2 separate regions of the Mus musculus genome follow, and region 1 is linked to region 2. The links are chromatin contacts, called in public Hi-C maps. All regions are on one chromosome and are shown on one strand. The core of a region is the stretch at or near the end of the contact, and the rest is flanking DNA. Distances in the headings are between cores, read along the strand shown.

Evidence for each region. Hi-C and Micro-C count contacts between places; a contact is called where the count stands out from the background.
Region 1: a contact with region 2 is called in a Hi-C map of the C2C12 cell line, with 4 times the contacts expected there. The contact joins two enhancer-like sites. A contact is called at or near these places in 4 of 15 datasets of contacts at CTCF or cohesin (the NIH/3T3 cell line, large pre-B cells, pro-B cells and 1 more), 21 of 484 Hi-C or Micro-C datasets (the C2C12 cell line, the MC3T3-E1 cell line, the N1E-115 cell line and 12 more), 11 of 115 datasets of contacts at active chromatin or transcription factors (the NIH/3T3 cell line, embryonic fibroblasts, embryonic stem cells and 6 more) and 1 of 9 other capture datasets (embryonic stem cells).

The regions. Positions count from the first base shown.
Region 1 is chr12:70,904,533-70,908,920 of GRCm38.p6, reverse strand. Gm32664 (a long non-coding RNA gene) reads right to left here. Exons shown (of 4, transcript XR_381658.4): 2 at 323-446; 3 at 1-102. Among named protein-coding and RNA genes, the nearest start is that of Gm32664, 3.3 kb to the right of the region's middle. Within about 2 kb of position 1,835, at least 31 of the 459 cell types and tissues checked have an H3K27ac peak or open chromatin away from gene starts, as enhancers often do. A contact at or near this core is called in the C2C12 cell line and tail fibroblasts, where this site is marked.
Region 2 is chr12:70,614,057-70,618,341 of GRCm38.p6, reverse strand. The region is part of intron 1 of Gm40436 (a long non-coding RNA gene); the gene reads right to left. Among named protein-coding and RNA genes, the nearest start is that of Gm40436, 26 kb to the right of the region's middle. Within about 2 kb of position 1,606, at least 53 of the 459 cell types and tissues checked have an H3K27ac peak or open chromatin away from gene starts, as enhancers often do. A contact at or near this core is called in the C2C12 cell line and tail fibroblasts, where this site is marked.

The sequences.
Region 1 (4,388 bases), core at 586-3,085, 290 kb before region 2:
ATTGGGCACCTTTCCTATGCCAGGCCCTGCACTAATTAGGTCCTTGGGATGCCGTTGCAAACGAGGAGGGGAATGGTTTCTGAACCTACTCGAACAACTTAACTGCAATTTTTAAAGAACAAAGAAAGCTTTGTTAATCTTTAGCATCTAATACATTCATCACTTCACCTTCCCTGATGATCTCTGCCCCTCCTTTTTCACACCATCACTCCCTGGAGATGACTGGAATGAAAAAATGGCAATGACCTATAGGAGAGTCCCTACCAAATAGCCCCGCCCCTACTGGGGAGCTCCGCCCCCTACCTGGGAGCCACGCCCTCACCTTCCGTGGGCTCCTGTGGCACCAATACATCACAGACAGAGGTGGTCAGGTCCCCAGTTTAAAAGGCAGAGTTTCAACATTCATCCCAGGCTCCTGGGTGCAGACAGTTCCCTTTGCATCTGAACTTGGGGACAGAAGAAGAAGATAAAGAACTCAGAGATGGCTGCTTGGGGCTGTGGCTCGGGTGTGTATGTTTAGTACCAACAGGAGTCTGAGAGGAGTTGAAGGCTGGATGGGTTTCATGGTCCTTGGCAGCACTCCTCCAGGTTCTGATTGGCTCTTAGAAAAGCTCCCGATGTAGCTTCAGAGCCTCCTTTAGATTTCCTAGCCCTTGATCTAGGGTGGGCTGGTTCACAGATTTCTGGTGAGATATCCTTTCCCTCAACTCCAGGCACCGCACCCTCTGTGTCTACAGCCCCTCCCTCTGAATACAGTCTCAGCTTCCACTTTTTGTCCTTAGCCCCCAAGAGGCTTGAAGCTGAAACTGGAGGCAGAGCCGGCCCCAGTGCCAGGTGGAACAATTGACTTGGATCCTCTTAACAGGGGCGCTGGGTTACCAGACACCCATCTGTTGGCTGTTCTCAGTGAGGAAACTCAAACCAGATCGCTCTCAAGGGCATCAGCGCCACGCTCCCCTGCCTGCCCAGAAAAGGGAGCCGCCTTACCTTCTGGCACCTTCCTACTAACAACTCCCATGTGGCCCCTCCAGGCTTTTCATTAATATCCCAGCACCTCGCTGAATAGTCCGAGTTCACTGCCAGGAAGCGTCTTTGGGCCTCTGGAGGAGCTGCAGCCCACTGGGCTATGCATCCGTCCTATCTTTTCTACCCAAACACAGCAATACTTGCCGGACAGAAGCCATGTCACCACCCCATCAACGCCACCCTTTCCAGGAAAGCGAAGCCACTAAGAGCAGTTCAGTAGTTAGTGAGTGAAATAAATTTGATCTCTTTAAAAAAAGAAAAAAAAAAAAAAAAAAAAGAAACAACAACAACAAAAACATTGTATCCAAGCGGTACATTTGCATAAGTTAAGAGTCAAAGACACTACTAGGCACCATTTCCACACAGCAATGATTTCAACCCACAGTGTGGTTTCAGAGGAGGATTTATGTCCATACTTCTCAAAGGCATTCTGCTTTCTAAACGCTTCTTCCTTCACGTTAGGCCATTAGCAGCTTTCTAAAAGCAAAGGTGAGACTCTCCCAGGCACCTTTACACACACCCTCCCCCAGGCACTGGTTTCTGCTCCGGTAGGGAGCAGACAGTGCTACCTGACCAGGTGTCCTCAGTTTGCTGCTCTTTGGTTTGCTCAGTGTGAATTTGTATCACCAGCTCTTTCATTCTTCACAGAACTATAAACCTCCTGTATCGTTCTTTAAGAAACAACCACGTTTATGAGACTTTCTCGGTTTTTGAAAATTCCCTGATGATCTGCCTTGAACTGGTTTTCGGGCGTTCCCTGCATTTTTTTTTTTTCTTCCTTGTTTGGACATGCCTGTCTTCCCTCTGAGTCATTTCTTGCAAGCCTTCTCTTTCCATCTGGCCCATGAGCACCAGCTGGTTTTCCATGTCTGCAGGTCCTGGATGTCGGCACCCTCGCCTTTTCTTTCTCTTCCTGTTGTCCTCTTGACCTTTTGCTACTGCTTTCCGGGGAGGACTCCCGTTCTCTCTCAACTCTTCCCTGGAACATTCACTTAGCTCTGTACTGTAAAGCTCTCTCTTCTCTGTGTGACAACCTTCTCTAGTCTTCTGCGTGAAATACATTCTACCCCCAACAATATTGATGATAGAGTTTTCTCTAAAAGGCATTTACTCCCCGATTCATTTAGTTTAATTTTTAAAATTCACATCTATTTAATGGAGGTGTGCATGTGGTATGTGTGTGTATGTGAAGGTCAGAGGACAATGTGTGGGAGGATATCATGCGTTTTCTGGGGCTCAAACCTGGGTATCAGGCTTGGCTGCAAACACCCGTGCTTACTAAATCACCCATCCGGCCTATGATGTTTCTCTAAAATACTAATTTCCTGAGAAGAATATGTAGTTTAGAAGAAAACAGCAAAGGTCTTTTTCTGTCATTCGCTGGTCTCTTCAAATTTACTCAGACCCTTGCTCAATGTCCTTCACGCTCATTTGCAATGCACCTAACGGGTAAGCTCACACTGATAACCATGTCGTGTCTCTGCACCATGCTAGTGTAGAATATCTGTGTTAGCTCACTGTCTCAGAGGTGTCAGGGGTATCAACCGAACAGATCTCTTTACAGCAGCCAGGATGCACACAGAGAAGGCCTGTCTCCACTTTTTTCCTTTTCTTTTAAAGATTTATTTAAGAGGATGGCCTAGTCGGTCATCAGTGGGAGGAGAGGCCCTTGGTCCTGTGAAGGTTCTATGCCTCGGTATAGGGGAGTGCCAGGGCCAGGAAGTGGGAGTGGGTGGGTTGGTGAGCAGGGGGATGGGGGAGAGGATAGGGGGTTTTCGGAGGGGAAAATAGGAAAGGGGATAACATTTGAAATGTAAATAAGAAAATATGTAATAAAAAGTTTTTTTAAAAGGCTGAAGTAAAAAAATATTTATTTATTTTATGCATATGAGTACACTGTAGCTGTCTTCAGACATACCAGAAGAGGGCATTAGATCCCATTACAGATGGTTGAGAGCCACTATGCGGTTGCTGGGAATTGAGCTCAGGACATTCAGGAAGATCAGTCAGTGCTCTTAACCTCTGAGCCATCTTTCCAGCTCTCACTTTCTTCTTCTTAATCTCTTTGTGCCTCAGCCCATGGGATGGTACACCCCACATCCAGTCCAGTTCTTTGCCCACTAATTAATCTTCTCTGAAATGTTCTTACAGATATACTTGGGGTTGGGGGACACCTTATTATAATCTAGGCACTTTTTCAGGCTGACAATCAATATTTTCCATCATAGATAGCCTGGGAGCCAAAACCAGCTTGTTCTCTCTCTCTTTCTCTCTCTCTCTCTCTCTGTATGTGTATAACTATCTCTTTATTTGGAACAGATCCATACTCCTTTGCTTCTATGTTGTCTAGGCTGCATTCATGCTATACTTATAGAGGTATGTAGTTCTATTCATTTTTTGGCTTTTTATAAGAAACAAATTTCTACTTCTTTTGATTTTATATTTTCATCTCTTGGTCTTTATGCTTTATGGTCAGACTTTTTTTTTCATATACATTTATAAACTTCATAATACATTGTTTTTGCACGAGGCAAATCATAGCTGCTATGGACAGTCTGAAGCAGCCCCATATTCCACACCTGGGATTAAAACAAAACCATATTCTTACAATATTTCTATGTTTTCTATGAAACCAAAATTCCATAATCCCCACTACACACTAATGCCCAGGGTTTTTCTTTCTTCCTTCCTTCCTTTTTTTAATTTACTTTATTTTTATTATATGTAAGTACACTGTAGCTGTCCTCAGACACTCCAGAAGAGGGAGTCAGATCTCATGGTGGTTGTGAGCCACCATGTGGTTGCTGGGATTTGAACTCAGGGCCTTCGGAAGAGCAGTCGGGTGCTCTTACCCACTGAGCCATCTCACCAGCCCATGCCCAGGGTTTTCATTTTACCCAATCAAGTTGAAAAGTTAATCATCACACACTTCCATACTGATACGGCATTTAAAAACTTTCACATAAGCTCCTTAACGTTTTTGGAAAGCATCACCTCCCCTGGGACAATTCAGGGATAGAATCCCAGGAGCAACTCCTAACCCCACTTCCTCCCTTTCCCTCGGTGGGTGGATCAGAAGGTTACATTTTTCTAGACCATTGTACCACGGCGGCAGATCTTCAAGTGCTGCTCTGAACTGGGGCAGGGATGAGGTAACAGTGACCAGTGTTCAACCTAAGGATCGACAGGGTTTGAAGCGCTTCATCCATCCGGCCTGCTTCTCGGATGCTGTTTTCTGTGTGTCCTAGCTGAGTATGACCCTGAGAAGTAAACCCCGAGACTGCACTCCTTCCCTGCGGGCTCTGCTCTCATCTTTCCATCTGCCCGTGGGGCCACTCCACTGACCTTCTTTGACAGATGGT
Region 2 (4,285 bases), core at 357-2,856:
TGTATTCAAGGCCTTGGTTATTTTTTTGGTCTCCTGTATCAATAAGAACCATTTTTGCAAAATGCTTAAGAGTAAGGTCTGTGTGTTATGTAGAAATCACCAAGCTAACCATTAACGTAAGCTCTGAGTGTCTTTACGTTTGGATTTTAGACTTCAGTGCTCATCTCTCACACTGGGAGAAGTTGCTCAATTCAACATTCAACAAAGGTCAAAGCCAAATGACCTCACGTACCAGATTGTTGTTAATTCCTCTACTTCTCTGTTTGTAAAAGGGAGGTAGACTCTTTCCTCTTCATCAGGAGGAAAATCAATCTTGGGACTTGTAAGTACTGTTCAGGGACCCTCATGTTAGGTAGCATCTATGGGCATGTGGTAGGGCCAGAAGTTGAGCTGGACTAGGTCCACTGAGCCTCCTCCTCCTCCTATCAATCAGTGTCTCTTCTCAGTAATAGATTAGTAAGAACTGGGAAGATTTGAACAAGGACAACAGGATAATCTATATCTCTATAAATCTACCTATATCCCTATCTATCTATTTATCTATCTATTATCTATCTATCTCTGTATCTGTGTCTGTGTCTGTATCTGTATCTGTCCTTTATGTCACCAGCTGTATGTCATCTAAACCCATGATGTTTCAGCTATGGACCATGAACCATAAACTCACATTCACTTTTCCTAGAAATGTAGGTTTGAAAGAGGCACCAAGTATGCAAGCACTGGCCACATCAAAAGACCTCCCAGGTGTGTGGTGGTGTCTCTGACTTCAAGGGGAACAAAAATCCTTCAAACCTACCCGATCCATGCCAGGTGATATTATGGGGAACTTTTCCTTTTGTAGAGAGGATAAATTGAAAATCGATTATGAATATTTTTCGGAAAAACAACTTCTGTTGGTGCCCCTGGCATACCCAAATTGCTCAATATCAAGTGAAATAAGGAGTCCTCTTTAGAAAGAGTCCCAGCTGGAGTGTCCCGTTTCCTATTTGCAAACTTTAAAAATCTCTTATCAGGGACAATGGCTTAGCCATTAATAAGAAAGGCACAGCCTCCTTTCTCTAATTCTAAAATTTTCTCACTGAACTTGGCTAGCCACAGGTATGATGGCCCAGTGCCCAATGAGTCATTCTGAGACTCTTCTAGATTAGATGTTGACAACAAAACCTTTAATTGTCTTAAAAAAAAATTCAAAGAATACTTTGAGACCAGAGCCAGCATATGTATGTACCATTGTGAACACACACACACATATACAGAGAGGGAGAGAGGGAGAGAGGAAGAGAGGGAGAGAGGGAGAGAGGGAGAGAGGGAGAGAGGGAGAGAGGGAGAGAGGGAGAGAGGGAGAGAGGGAGAGAGGGAGAGAGGGAGAGAGGGAGAGAGGGAGAGAGGGAGAGAGGGAGAGAGGGAGAGAGGGAGAGAGGGAGAGAGGGAGAGAGGGAGAGAGGGAGAGAGAGGGAGAGAGGGAGAGAGGGAGAGAGGGAGAGAGGGAGAGAGGAATAGGAATACAAGCCCAATCCCTGGTTCTTTTAGCTCTTTGCTCTAGAGCTGCCCCTATTTCAGAGCCACACCACGGATTCTTTGTGCCCTCAGTCACAACATCCCAAGCATTCCTTCAAGCCTTGTGGCTTGGCTTGAGCAGCTGGGAATAAAAGATCTCTTGAATACAGAAGGCAGGGTTGCATTCTAGCAGCTGCCACCCAAGGGGAGGAAACACCACGCGGGTCATGTTTTGTATTGATGCTTCTTGTATTTAAGGGGAAGATTAGAGAAATGCTCTTCCTGGGGATCTTTGGGTTTGATTTATGGGGGGAAGGGAGCTGAGGACTGTTCTTTTGATGATGCTCCAGGGCACGTTAGGAGCCTGCCTTTGACTTTGAACTGCTAGGACCCCGTGAACCTTCTGCACAAGGATATGTCTCAATTTTAAAGCTAAAGGCTTGAACAAACAATTCCAAGTTGCACCAAGCTGCAGTGTTCCTTCTTTCAATACACTGCCATGCACATTGTCAACAGTAGTGACTTAGGGCCGGAGCTATTAATGGAAACCAGAAAAAGAATACTTTGGGAAAGGTCACCAGGGACTAACTGGAGCTTCAGGAAGTAAGCAGCTATATTTACAGTCCTGGGACAGTGCAGATCTCAGCCTTCCACACAAAGAACGCTTTCTTTCTGCCTTTGACATGTCACGAAGGCCAAGTGGGTAAATTCGGACCATCTCACAGATGGATTTGTTATTGAGCTGCAAGTCCAGACTTACACAGGATGAATTTCCTTACTCTTCTCAGTCCACCAGAAGAGCCCGTGGCCCCGATACATCCTTTGCCCCATCCTCATGCAACACAAGAGTTTTGTGGAATGAATGGATGGGCGCTGAGCCCAGTTTTATTCCTCCCTCTCCCTCTCTCCTTTTAGTCTTGAGCTATTTGCATTCACAGGGTGTGTCCCCACCCAGGAAGTGAGGTGCCTGAAACTATTACACAAAACTATTGGCTCCTAGGTGTTGGGTCAGAGTCTGGACTGAGGCAGTGATAGTCAGGAAGAGATTGGTGTGTTCTGAGTTTCCTGTGAAAATATCCTTCCGCATTAGTACTTACTATTGATCATATATGCTGACTGCCACAAGATGCCATGGATGAAGGGAAACTCAAAGGTTTAGTGTCACAGTCTCATTTGGCAAATGTCAAAAATAAGACCAGGTGAAGAGGTAGTGCTTGCTCAAGGACATAGGGGCATTGCTGTCAGATCCAGGCCTAAAGACCAAGGCGCCCAGTGCTGGATCTCATCAAAAATTCACAAACCAGCCATGTAGAGGTGGCGCATACCTTTAATTACAGTGCTAGGGAGGCAGAGGCAGGTGGATCTCTGTGAACACCGTCTACAGAGTGAGTTCCAGGACAGCTCGGGCTGTTACACAGAGAAATCCTGTCTTGAAAAGCATAGAAAGCGAACAAACAAAACCCATGAAACCACGGAATGTGAAATGGGAGGCCGAGTGGTGTCCTCTGCACACCCGAGATGTCTGTCGCCACATGGAAGTGTTTACTTGGGACCACAGCACCTACTAGCCAACAGTGCCTTTTGTGGGCCTCATGATTTTGACGGACAGGAATTTGAGCAAGGTGATTTTTCTCTGTGTAGTGTCAGTTGTGATCACACAGTGGGGGTATCCGGTGACAGCTAGATTGGTTTGGAGGATCCCTGTTCTATGCCATCAGGGTAATAAGAGCCTGTGTTCTGGTTGTCCCTGTGCTCTTCTGCCCATGTAGTACCAGAGTATATCTCATTGTCTTCCCGTGTACCAGGCTTCTTATTGGTGTAGTTCAGAGCCCTAGAAACTGGTGAAAACTGCTCTTCCTTTTAAGGTAGTCCCTGGTTATCCCACAACTATATCTGGCAGGTCTCCACTGGCTAATACCAACAGACTTTCCAGATCTACAAGGAAGAGAACTAAATTCCGTCTCTTAGTGACAGAGTTATTAAAGAATTTGTGGCTATCATTCTTCCACCACAGTGTATCCTCTGGCCACTAATATTTATACCCCACCACTATCCCACAATCCCCACATGCTTTATCTTATTACAGCAGTGGTTTTCAACCTTCCAGATGCAGTTCCTCATGTTGTGATGACCCCCCCACCATAAAAGTATTTTCATTGCTACTACATAACTGTAATTTTGCTACTGTTATGGATAATAATGTAAATACCCCTAAAGGGTCCCGACTCACAGGTTGAGAATTGCTGTCTTGCACTAAAAGATGGAGACTGGAAGCCCAGGGTCTTGCTTTTCATATCTAGTGTTAGTACAGAGGAGAGCGATCTGGTCATTGTGGTTTGGATATGGAACATTCCCCCACAGGCTCTGGTGTTTGAACAATTGGTGATGGTATCCATCTGGTATTTATAAAGCTCTAAGCTGTGGAACCGAGGGTCCAGCTCAAGGCCTCAACTGGCAGACTTTGACTCCTAGGGGTAGAATTTTGAGGGCCATAGGTCACACCAAGTCCGTGTCTAGCCCTCTTTGCTTCCTGAGCAGCTGTCAATGCAAGTCTCCACTGCCACTGGCCAAGCCACTTCAGTCCCTAAGCCTGGACACCCCCATAATAGACTTTGTCACTTTTTCTGAAAGTATAAGTCAGTAGCTACCTTGTGTCACAGTAATAAGAAAATTCACTAATTAAGGCAGGAATCTTTAATATAACCCTATTATTCAGAGAATTTACAAACTAAGGGGCTGGTAACCAAGTTATCAGTCGTGTATATCTGACATACAAGGACCATACTGA